Linked DNA regions of Mus musculus: all the other regions are linked to region 3. Evidence: chromatin contacts called from public Hi-C and promoter capture Hi-C data. All regions are on one chromosome and are shown on one strand. The core of a region is the stretch at or near the end of the contact, and the rest is flanking DNA. Distances in the headings are between cores, read along the strand shown. Region 1 overlaps Ano2 (anoctamin 2). Region 2 overlaps Gm10415 (predicted gene 10415). Region 3 holds the start of Ntf3 (neurotrophin 3).

Evidence for each region. Promoter capture Hi-C pulls out the DNA fragments that hold promoters and counts their contacts. A called contact is a pair of places that touch in the nucleus more often than the background predicts.
Region 1: a contact with region 3 is called in a promoter capture Hi-C map of hippocampal neurons, with 5 times the contacts expected there. The contact joins the enhancer-like site here to the promoter of Ntf3 in region 3. A contact is called at or near these places in 6 of 39 promoter capture datasets (the SN4741 cell line, cranial neural crest, hippocampal neurons and 2 more), 6 of 115 datasets of contacts at active chromatin or transcription factors (craniofacial prominence, embryonic forebrain, embryonic limb bud and 3 more) and 3 of 9 other capture datasets (adipose tissue, embryonic stem cells and pancreatic islet).
Region 2: a Hi-C map of uterus shows a contact between it and region 3, with 2.1 times the contacts expected there. The contact joins the enhancer-like site here to the promoter of Ntf3 in region 3. A contact is called at or near these places in 5 of 484 Hi-C or Micro-C datasets (all in uterus), 3 of 115 datasets of contacts at active chromatin or transcription factors (craniofacial prominence and embryonic stem cells) and 2 of 9 other capture datasets (adipose tissue and liver).

What each region holds. Positions count from the first base shown.
Region 1 is chr6:125,912,940-125,916,887 of GRCm38.p6, reverse strand. The region is part of intron 14 of Ano2 (anoctamin 2); the gene reads right to left. Among named protein-coding and RNA genes, the nearest start is that of Gm24947, 30 kb to the right of the region's middle. Within about 2 kb of position 2,312, at least 2 of the 459 cell types and tissues checked have an H3K27ac peak or open chromatin away from gene starts, as enhancers often do. A contact at or near this core is called in hippocampal neurons, where this site is marked.
Region 2 is chr6:126,308,474-126,312,398 of GRCm38.p6, reverse strand. All of the region lies in intron 3 of Gm10415 (predicted gene 10415), which reads left to right. Among named protein-coding and RNA genes, the nearest start is that of Gm10415, 18 kb to the left of the region's middle. Within about 2 kb of position 1,443, at least 17 of the 459 cell types and tissues checked have an H3K27ac peak or open chromatin away from gene starts, as enhancers often do. A contact at or near this core is called in embryonic stem cells and uterus, where this site is marked.
Region 3 is chr6:126,163,297-126,166,867 of GRCm38.p6, reverse strand. Ntf3 (neurotrophin 3) reads left to right here and starts at 1,908. Exons shown (of 2, transcript NM_001164035.1): 1 at 1,908-2,138. The coding sequence starts at 2,121.

The DNA of each region.
Region 1 (3,948 bases), core at 1,063-3,562, 250 kb after region 3:
GGGTGGGCAGTCAGCAAAGAGGTGAGCAAAAAATCCAAATAAAACAACAACAACAACAACAAATCATGCCATTCCAGGTCCTAACAGGTGCAGTGGGCAGAGTGGACAGGCTAAAACACAACAAGCATCATGACTGGGTAAGGCGTGCCCGGAACCATGACTGGCAAGAACAGAATGAGGTACAGGCAACCCGGTACATCACTGTCCTGGGCAGACTTTTGATTGCTGTGATAAAACACCATGAAAAGCAATGTGGAGAGGAAAGGGCTTATTTCACCTCACAGTTATGGTCCGTTATTGAGGGAAGTCAGGTCTAGAACTCAAGCAGGATGGGAACCTGGAGGCAGGAGCTGAAGCAGAAAGAATGGAGGAGTGCTGCTTGGTGGCTTGCTTCAAAACATTTGCTCAGCCTCCTTTCTTATAGCATATAGAACTGCCAGCCCAGGGATGACAGAGCCGGGAGTGAGCTCGGTCCTCTTACATTACTCAATCAAGAAAATATCCTACAGGTGTGCCTACCAGTCAGCCTGGTGGGGTACTTCTCAACCAAGGCTCTCTCTTCCTGAATGCCTGACTCTAGCTTGCATCAAGCTGATACAAAAGTAGCCAGCACAGCACTAAGGAAGCACATCCCAGCAAGGGCTGGACCCCTGAAATGATATCAATTGTTGTGCTCAAAAGACAGAACCAAAGAATGACTGTGTCTCCATAGTGATGAACGCGAGGAAGTGTGCCATGGAGGAGGAAGGTGCTTCTTAGGGACTCCTCCAGGACACGATGGGAAAGCCCATGGTGGCTTTGTTGGGGAGGAAGAAAGTGGCATGATATGGTTCATACTTCAGAAAGCTCACTCAGCCTGATGTGTGGGGACTATACTGTAAGGAACAAGGCCGCCATACACAGTACACAGTACCCAGGAGGAGATTCAGAGTAGATATGTATTTTAGTAGCAGAACCTTGTCCTTCTACTGGTGGGTGAATCATGAAGTTTGAGGAAACAAAACATATTTTGTCCTTATTTTTTTTTCACACAAAGTATTCCAAGGATGGTATACATTTAAGGCAGAGATTTATAATCTAAGGGGTTTATAGTCTGAGACATTAACTGTCTGGTCAGTTGGTCAAGGTCAGGTTGGTGGTGAATGCCAACTTCAAGCACATCTAATATTCCTGACTGCAGGCTGCCACACACTCCTGGATTCACTTAAGCCTCCCCCCCCCCACCAATTCTACTATGATAGAGGCTGCAAGATGCCGAAGCTTAGGTGTGGGTATTTTCAGGTGCAATGCAGTGCAACGTGGTCTTCTTGCAAACTGTGGAGAAAAGTTTTAGTTGAAAATGTTCCTCCGTAAAGAGTTTGGTTCTGGAAGCCCATGTTGGGTGAGAGACTGAACTCTTTCTTTTTCTTATTTTAAGTTTCTAGGGTTCAACACTGGGCAGTTCGTGTTGGGTACACTTAAGTACAAAACATTTGGAAAAATGATTTCTGGTGATAATTAATTGAATCCCACAAGTACAATAAAGCTTAAGGCACGAATCCATAGATGGATTTGAAACCATTGTAAGGTACAAGCAGCATCTTCCATAAAGATGGACTCTACTGATTGACCACATGTGACATCTTAAGAGGCTTAGAGGTGGGGCTCTGGTTGGTCTCAGTCATATAGATAGTGCAACCATTCACCAGCCTTCTTATTTTCTTTGTTTTTATTTTGTTTTAGGCGAGTATATTGAAACAGTCTTACACTGCTCTGGATAACCTGGAACTTACTCTGTAAACCCGGATGTCCTTGAACTTGCAGCACTCTTCTCTCCCTCCTCCTTCTCTTCCTCCTCTCCCTCCTCCATCTCTTTCTTCTCTTCCCCCTCCTCCTCTTCTTCCTTCTCTTCCTCTTTCCTCTCCTCTTCCTATTATTTTCCTCCTCCTCCTCCTCCTCCTCCTCCTCCTCCTCCTCCTCCTCCTCCTCCTCCTCCAGGCCTGGGGTTATAGGTATGCATCTCTATGGCCAGCTGATCACATTAAATTAATGAGAAATAAGTATCTTGTATAAAAGATCACTGTGGGCCAGTTGACAGCACAGTTTTTGGAGGCAGGGATGCTGGAAGTCCACCCTTCTGCCAATCAGTTTGTGAGCCTTTCATACTTCACATGTCTGAGGTGCAATTTCCTGATTGAAGAAGCGGGGATAACCAGACTAGCTTTACCCAGGACTGATCTGACGGTAGCATCGATGAGAACACTCAGAACAGTGCCTGCTGTACGTGTCAGGGCTGCCTGCATACGCATCTTGCTAAACACTGCTCCGGCAGTTGGACTACTGCTGGCTATGGGTGATGGGAACAGACTTTCTGATAAGCCGTGCCTCCCTACTGTTCCTCGGCAGAACGGCAGAACAAGGCACAGTTCTCATTAATTGCCACCTGAGAGTGGCCAGCACTCCAAACACCACTCCTGGCCAACTGTGGAATCGGGCTCCCCACACATTAGGCCCTTTTATCTACATCCTTGACAGCACACCAGCTCAGGCAGGGCAAGTTGAACTTGACAATGGAAGCCTGAAGTCTCCAAGTTGAAAGTATCAAGATCATTAGCTGGCATTCTTTCCAAGCACATGGGGACCTTTTACAAAATATAATTTGTAAAAGTGACTGTAGTGGGCGTGTGGGTGCACACCTGGAAGGTAGAGCGGGAAGATGAGGGACTCAAAGCCACCTGTCACTACATAGTGAGACCAAGGTCAGTGGACCCTGTGTCAAAATAAAATATGACTACATATTTCAATTGTTTTTGTAACTGATAAGCACACAGTACTCAAAAGAACAACTGGCCTTTAAATGCTTGTTGAGCTAAGTTGGGAAAAGAATGAACAAGCCAACTAAATGTTGGGACATTTGCATACCTTTATTAGGGAAGAATGAAGACTGACAGAAAGCAATGAACTAAACATCCCAAAACCAAGAATAGAAAGGAGAGGGGAGGAAAAATTAAATAAGAGGAAAAAATGAACAGGATAAAAATATAATACAAGCAAAATCTATTATTTCAATCTGTTGTTTTAAATGCCCAACAAAAATTGATAAATATCTGACAGTCTCGGTCAGATTTTACCTAGAAAAGATGCAGTCACAAAGGAGATACACGCAATATTAGTAACCCTGTGAATATAAATAATAATCCTATTAAAGGACAACCCTATGAGGAATTTCATATCACCAAGCTAAAAATATACACAAAGGGAGAATATCCTAGGAAAACATAAGTTAACAATATGGAACCAAGTTAAAAATTAAAACCCAAAGAGCACAAAACCACACGCAGACACACACACAGACACACACACAGAGACACATAAACACATCCACAGACACACAGACAGACACAGATACACAGACAGACACACAGACACAGACACACACACACATACACAGATACACACACAAACACACAGGCACACACACATACACAGATGCACACACACATACACAGATGCACACACACATACACAGATACACAACACAGATACACAGACACACACATACACTACAAAGTTAAAAAGCCACCCACAAACTCCAGTGCTAGGCCTAGACCCTTTGAAATTGATTTTTATCAAACTCTAGAGAAATAACAATCCTGCCCCGCTGTAATGTGTTCCAGAAAACAGCAGAAGAAGGAGTTGCTCCAGATTTGCACTGGGCAGCTTGTACACATTGGCACCAAAACCAGACACAGCACAAGAAGGGAAGACTGTAGGCCAACTCCACTAATCGATGTAGACACAAAAAATATCCCAAATAAATTATAAGCAGAGCAAACAGAGCAATGCTAAATATTTTGTCAGTAATGCTTATGTAACTTTATTAATAAAGTTTGTTCAGCATATTCAGAGGTTAAAGGTAAAAGCTACACAACTGTTTGACTTCTCCTAAGAAAAGGTTTGATTATTTCA
Region 2 (3,925 bases), core at 194-2,693, 150 kb before region 3:
GTTGTGTGTGTGTGTGTGTGTGTGTGTGTGTGTAGATCAAAATGTAAGGTTCTTTAGAGCAAAGGTTATATTTTCTTTCTATATTCAAACCTTCCTTTTATATGGAAAGCACACATCACACTGATGCATGGTAAGGGGCCACAGTGACCTCCATAGGGGTCTTTGAGAAGTGACAGCATGATAGAGTTAATACATAAAATTCCAAGAAAAAAATTCTGACCTTTCCACATTGCATGAAAACATGAACCCTACCTTATCTCTCCTCCCACACTGAGGCCAGCCACAAACACAGCCATCCAAGACGCAGTAATCTCAATCGGTCACCAAATATCCAAAGCACTTTTCAGAATTCAGGGTTATTTTTCCATAAGTTCAGATCTTCATTTGTGTTTCCTCAACAGTCAGTATTTCTACCAGCTCTATGCCCCATTCAAATCTAGAGCCCTAACCCTCAACCCCTCACCCCCACCCCCCAAAAAAATTCCTCTTTGGCCAGAAGTGCACATCAAGTGAAAGAGGCCTTTTAAGGTAGCTGACTTAAGGCCAATTTATGTTTAGTCACCAAGTGAGTATATAGCCATTGGAAAAAATCACTGAAGCTTTTCTGGACTTTTTCATCCATGAAATGAGACTAGCAATGTTTTATGTCTGGGGTTTCCATGGCTCAAATGAGATAATACATGAAAGTTCTTTGTGAGCTGTAAAATACTCCACTACTCCACAGGGCAATTTCACTATTGCTGAGGCTCTGTTTGAACACCAGACCATCTGGCACATACAGAATTAACAGTAAGTCATTACACTATGACGACCTGACCCAGGGAGCCAGGACAGGGGTTGAGGTCTTCAATCAAACTCTGCTGATATGTTCTTGGATCAGCCCCATGACAAGGCAGAAATTTCTCCCTCCTCATTAGCTCACTGTCTGAGGAGCTCATACTTCAAAACCACATCTTAGGGAAGGCTGGAGTGTTCTAATTAAGTCTTCTTAAGGAAGAAAGAGATCTTAAGCCTTCTATTGCTACTTTCTCTCCAGGCTCCAAGCTGAAGCCTGGAAGAAAAGTAAAAAAGTCAGTCAAGGCCTCATCCCACACTCCCGCTGGAAGGCAAAATCTCCAGGAGGTTAATTGTGATGGGAACCAGGGAAGAGCCACTCCTTTTCCCATTGTCATGGAAAGACCACTTTGTCTTAAGTGCTAGGTAAAGAGAGACCCAATTTTAACCATGATGGGACATAATGGGAAATATCATTCTTTTCTTAATCACGAGGTTCTATATACCGTAAGATTCCTAGAAACTCATGCAATTTACAGTTTGTCTTTTGATGACTTACAGGTGGCTAGTGATCTAGAAAATCACTTCTGCTTCCTAAGACCCCAGCAGAGCACAGCCTGGATTCATTGCACCCTTTGTCTGGCACCAGTCTCACAAAGCTTGCCTTAGGCAGCCATGGCTAATCAACTGCAGATGACAGGCAAACAAAGTGTTTGTCATTCCATGCTATGTGGAGCTTTTTCTATGTGACTGCACTTAGCACACAAGACAGTGAGGCCCAAAAGAGTATGGCACAAGAAACCTAAATGCAACACCCAAGCTGAAAGCACAGTGAGAAATTAGCTAGGTCAAGAGTCAGGAATGGCTACAGATCATATCAGACCTGACTATTACTTAGCCAAAGCAGACCTGTAGAAAGATCTATTGCAAAGTTAATCAGAGAAAGAACACGGAAGCAAGTGAAGTTCTGGGCATGCCTAGGCTTGTTTTAGGTGGGTTCTGTGAATAGCATCTTGTGGTGCTGGTCCTAGTCTGTCGGTCACAGATACTCTGAGGCTGATCCACAGGGAAGTTCCTCTGATCAGAACAGTATAGAAGCCTCTTACTTATCTTTAGACTATCTCCTGCAAGTCTAACCACTGATTGATTGGTATAATGTTTATGTCCAGGCAATTTTGAATGGATTGATAAAGGGAACCAGGGGACTCAAACTTTGTTTTCTAGGGGTCCTTTGCCCACTTCAGATGGGTTAAGTATATGGCTTCTTCTCAAATTCAAACAGTGGAGCAAATGTAAGAATCACCCCAAAAGTGAATAAATCCTGTGTAATATTAAGGGAAAGTCATCCAAAGAATTATTTTCCCTCTTATAATCTCACAGTTCATTATGTATCTACATTCCAGCTCAGAATTCATCACACGTACCCTTATTTTTATTAAACTGAGCTAAAAATGGTAAAATGTCTACCATTTGCACAATGGTAGAAACACAGCATCACATTCCCTCTGGACCTAACATGTTGCCTCTAAAACAGTTAATGGAAGTCATAGTTCAGAGAGCAAACACTGCAAACTCGCTCATCCTGGCAATCTTCTGCTAAGCATTGATGTCACACTACAGCTTTTCTAGCTTTTGCATGTCAGACCTATTTCTTCTGCAAGCTGCTCCCTGTGAAGTCTACACTGAAGATCACTGTGAAAAACAACATGACTGGTCTGGTCTTGTCTTTAGAAAGTCACTGTATGTTATCAGAGAACAAGAAGCCCTCTTGTATTCTTCTGCAAAAAGAACCACACTGTATAACTCCCAGCCCTATGGCTGGATAGGTATGATACCACATTCTATGGCAATAACACTCAGAACCCCACCTTTGGAAAATTGAGCAGCTCTCATGGCCATTGATATGTTATGGAACCCACAAACTCTCATGAGCCTCCAATGGAATCTTGGGAACATTCATGAATCTTGAGTGAGTATGTTTGTGCAGGTGCATGTGGTCGTGTGTATATGAGCACAGGTTCCCAAGCATGTACAGGTTTGGGCTTGGACTTTCCCAACAAGGAAAGAGAGTACACATCTTTGGAGCATCAAATCTCATAATTGAACCAGACTTTTATGGAGATCAGGACAGGACTTCCCGAATTAAATTAATGTAGGCACATACATGCATAGTGTCCCCTACTGCATGATGAAAAGAAGACACTTGTTAATGACAACAAAATTCATAATGAATGTCTATTTGAGTCAGTTTCTTATTTCAAAATACATAAAACAAAAACCAAAAAATCAAACAGACAAACAAACAAAGCTTTCCATGGGAAATGTGAAGTAGAAAACAGAGGACTAGTGTCAGACATAAACTCTCATCTGTGTAGCTTAGGCTCAGAAAGAGTAGAGTATGAAGCTGGTGGAATTCTCAGGCCCTCCTTTCCTGCTGCTTCCCCTCTCCTACATGCAGATTTCTTTTGCCTTCCTGGAGGACCCAGGACTTACTAGAAAGCCCAAACTTTCGTGTCTGTTTTTCCATCAAATGGCCAGTGTCTGGATTTCCTAGATTCCCCATTCTCTCTTCATCAAGCAGAATGCTTCTTGCTTGAAGGGCGGTGGAGGTAGTACACAGGGCATGCAGCTGAACCAGGCCATTGGGGTGTTTCGGTGGCTGAGGGGAGACTCCTCAGGTTGCTTTTCTTTTAAAAATCTGCCAAAGTGTTTTAAGGCGTGTGGACCTGGGAAGGTCAAGGATTTAGTCATTTTAATGAGTCACGGTTGCAGCTGATTATTTTGATTAGATTGACTAAATATTTTGCTATTGAGATAATGATTCAGGAGTACACAGTTCACCAATGAGATATTGCAGCTTGCAGGGACCTTGGAGATTTTCTAAAGATTTTCTTATTTTACAGAAGGGAAACTGACAACTCCAACAGGGAACACTGGTCTGCTTGGGGCCATGTGAATGAGTGGCATAGATTGAGTCAGGACCCAGTGTCACATAGGACAAATCATAGAAGGAAACTGGTAGCATGGCTAAAAGGTGGGTAACAGCTTTCTCTACTTTCCCTGGTGGCCCTTTATACAAACAGTTCCAAAAGCTAAATCAGTAGTTTCATTTTTAAAAATTAAGTAAATACAAGCCTTGGTTTTTGTGGGT
Region 3 (3,571 bases), core at 659-3,158:
ACTGGCAGAGAGACTGGCGGGAAGGGAGGGGGAAAGCAGGGGTGGGGGGAGGCAAGTGCGGGAAGTGGGGGAGGGCAGGGGCGGGCCAGAAGACCGCGAGAAAACCAGAACCTCACAGAGCACGCCCAAGCCAAACCTCCAAAGTGCTGTGTGGCAGGGTGAAGGGGAAAACTCTGCAGCCTGATCGGATCCGGAGGAAGAAGAAGATATTTTGGCAGGAGGGAAGTCCTTCAAAGGGATCGTTGGAGGTGACGTCCTTGGTGGGCCTCTGTGGGTGCTGCAGGCCATTTTCGATGTGGCAGCCCCCGTCAGCCAGGATAATGATGAGGCAGGTACAATCTATCTAGTATGCAGCCCCCGACTCTCCATCCTCTCTGGCCTCCTTTCGCCCCGCAGCTTCTCTCAGCCTTAACCGGTGGGTGCAATTCTGGCACTCCTGGGTGTGGACCAAACCTATGCATCTCCAAGGAATTTCCAGGTTTTGAACCTGGAACCTTGCTAAAGTACATTGCGAGTTGCTTATCAGACTTTATTAGGAGGCAAGGAAGAGGTGGACTATCAAATCGCCTCTCCTGCTGTGTGTGAGTCAAATGTCCTGACAGGAGGCAACTTGGAGAGTGGCAGAGGTGGGGGCGGGGGGAGGGGGCACTTGGACTTGAGTTCCACCTTGCAAGAATGGGGGAGGGAATGAAGGAGCAATGGTGTACTACTTTCTGGTTCTCCGGTTCCCCTTACCACTAGGATTCCCCCCTCCCCCTTCATTTCTCTTGGACCGCAGTTGAGCAAAATCTAGATGCTCTGACCACTGTAAAATCTGAGAGAATCAGCTCGGATCAAGTGTGTGTGTGTGTGGGGGGGGAATCTAATGAATAGCTAAAATAATCTACAAATAAGACCCTTGCCTCCACCCTGAGATCTTTTCCTCGAATGAATCTAGCGGTTGTGCAAGAGAGCGTCGCTACTTTCGGGGAGTCAGGAAGGGGTGCCTTGCTTGCCCTTTCTTCTGGGCAAATTGTTTTTGTACAAAGCGGCGAGTGCTGGGCAAATGCTCAGCTCCAGGGTCGGCTCCTACCTTGAAAGAAAGGGGTGGAGAAGTTAGGGAGTGTGTAGAACGTGGGGCTTTGGCTCATACCTCTCCTTTTCTTTCACGCACACTCTGCGCACACGCAAACCACCCCTTCCTCGGTTGCTTAGCACTCCCACCCTCACCGTACCTCAGCAACTTAACCTCCCTAGACAGCTTGAACTAACTGTGCCTTGTGAGCTGCCCCCAGGACTGAGGAGTTCGAGGGCAGGCAAGCAACTGTTCATGCGCAGATTCCTGTTGTTGTGAGGGCCTGGGGGGGCTGGGGGGGGGCTTAATAGGGGGTGGAGAGAGATCCAAAGACAGAAGGGTCTGAGGTTTGGAGACAGAGTTTAAGGTTGAGGTTCAAGCTTTCCTGAGCCAAGGGGCAAGAAAGGCCTTCATCTGCCTAGTTAGAAAGAAAGAAAGAAAGAAAGAAAGAAAGAAAGAAAGAAAGGAAGGAAGCCTTAAAAGAAAAAGTTCAAGAATAAGACAGATCGAAGATATTTACGTGTAAAATATAATGATAAATCAAACGTTTTTTGTTGGCTCCTTCTCCCCATCTCTAAAAGGGAAGGTCAAAAGAGGGGATAATGAAGAGTAGGCTATTTTGAGAGGGCTTATTTGTTGTTTGTTCGTTCGTTTGTTTTCCTTTGAAGTGGACTAGGAGAAATGACTAGGTCTTCCCATTGGTCTCGAGAGCAAACTCCAAAATGCCAGGGAGCGGGCCTGCAAGTCACTGCGGGCGGGGCTAGGGGGCTTGGCGCGGAAGGGGTTAAGGCGCTGAGCGCGGAGCCATCTGGCCGGGTTGGCTGGTTATAACCGCTCAGATTATGTTCACGGGACTCAGAGTTGAAGGCTCCTCTCCTTACCCAGCAGCTCCGCGCACCGCCCCGCGAGATAGCCCGGCGCAACTTTCTTCCCTCTTTCTTTCTTCCCCTCGTTTTTTCCCACCGCTGGGTAGTGGCTGCGGCAGGGGTGGGCGAGACTGAATGACCGAACTCGAGTCCACCTTTCTCTTCATGTCGACGTCCCTGGAAATAGTCACACGGATGCCATGGTTACTTCTGCCACGGTAAGGGGACGTGGCGGGCACGTTGGGTGGGCAGGTCCCGGAGGGGGTGGGGGAATCGCGTGGGGGAGATTTTCTTGGGGATCCGCGTGGGGGGCCCCAATTCTGCACCCAGCCCCACCCCCATCGCGCAACACGCTAACTTTTCGGTTCTTGTGCCTTCCCCAAAGTTTGAGCTCGAATCTGCCCAGGCCTAGGCGCAATTACCACCACCCTCCTTCCACATGCATGCACACTTGTGCGCGCGTGGATATGGCTCTCCTCCTCCTCCTCCTCCTCCTCCTCCTCCTCTTTTCTCTAGTCCCCTGGCTGCTCAAGAAACCGCCCTCAGTCTGGGAAAGTGATCAGGTTTAACAAACCTGCATTGGGAAGGGAAGGAGGTGGAGGCGAGGGAAAATGGGGACCACGAAAAGGCAAGAAAGGGATTCTGGACATCACCATCCTACTCCACCTCATGCATACACACCTCCGACCCTCCTATCTGGTTCCCCCAGAAGACTCCCGCGCATCCTATAATAAAAGCGGGTAGCAGACAAAAATGGGGCTTGGAAGAGACCAGGATCCCGGCTTGTGCCCTGCACCCCGCTGGCCACCGGGCAACGTTCATCAGCTCCAACACACAGCCCGGCAGGGCGTGGGCTGGGGGAGGGGCTGCAAAGCTCAGGACCCGCACCGTCACTTCTCAGGTTGGGGGGAGTTGGGACTTAAGCCCAACAGTGCGTATCTGCGTTGTTGTCCCACATAAAGCTTTTTCTCTGAGAGGGTCCCTAGCTCTGGGCTACTCTGGCCAGCGCCAACCCAATGGCTTCCCACCCTGGGTCTTCGCGCAGATGTTGGAGCTAGCGCTCAGCCTGTGGGTCTGGGACCCGGCCATGGAACGGTGGGTACCGGGGTGGGGCCATCGGTAGGGATTTGGTGCCAGTTTCTCGGAGTCCTTTTTAGGGTTCCCACCCCCGCCCCAAGAGGTAGTATGGGAAGGGTCCAGAACATCAGAGACCCTCAGAGTTAGGTCGGAGTTAAAAGAACACATAGCAAACTGGACTGTTTCCTGCTGCCACCAAGGCGCTCTGCACAGTGGTGGATACTTCTAATGAAATTTGGCACTCTTGAAGGTGTGGAATGGGAGGGCTGGGGAGGACTTTTTTCCTTGTCGCTTTCGGGAGTGAGTGGGTGTGCATCCAAGAGGCGCTACTGCTTTGCGCAATTTTGGCGTTCTTCCGCGGCGTTCAGATGCACCTTCCTGGGACTCCAGCACCGAATGGTGTGGACACAGTTGATTAGAGAGGTCGCAGGCGGGAACTGGAATCGAGGCTCCCGTATTCCAGGTCTGGGAAGCACCCACCGGATTGACCCCGACCTCTGGCGGCCGGCGGGTAGCAGGTTGAGAGTCTGAGTGGCGGCTGCTCTAGGACGCGGTCCCAGCCAGAGCAGGCGGC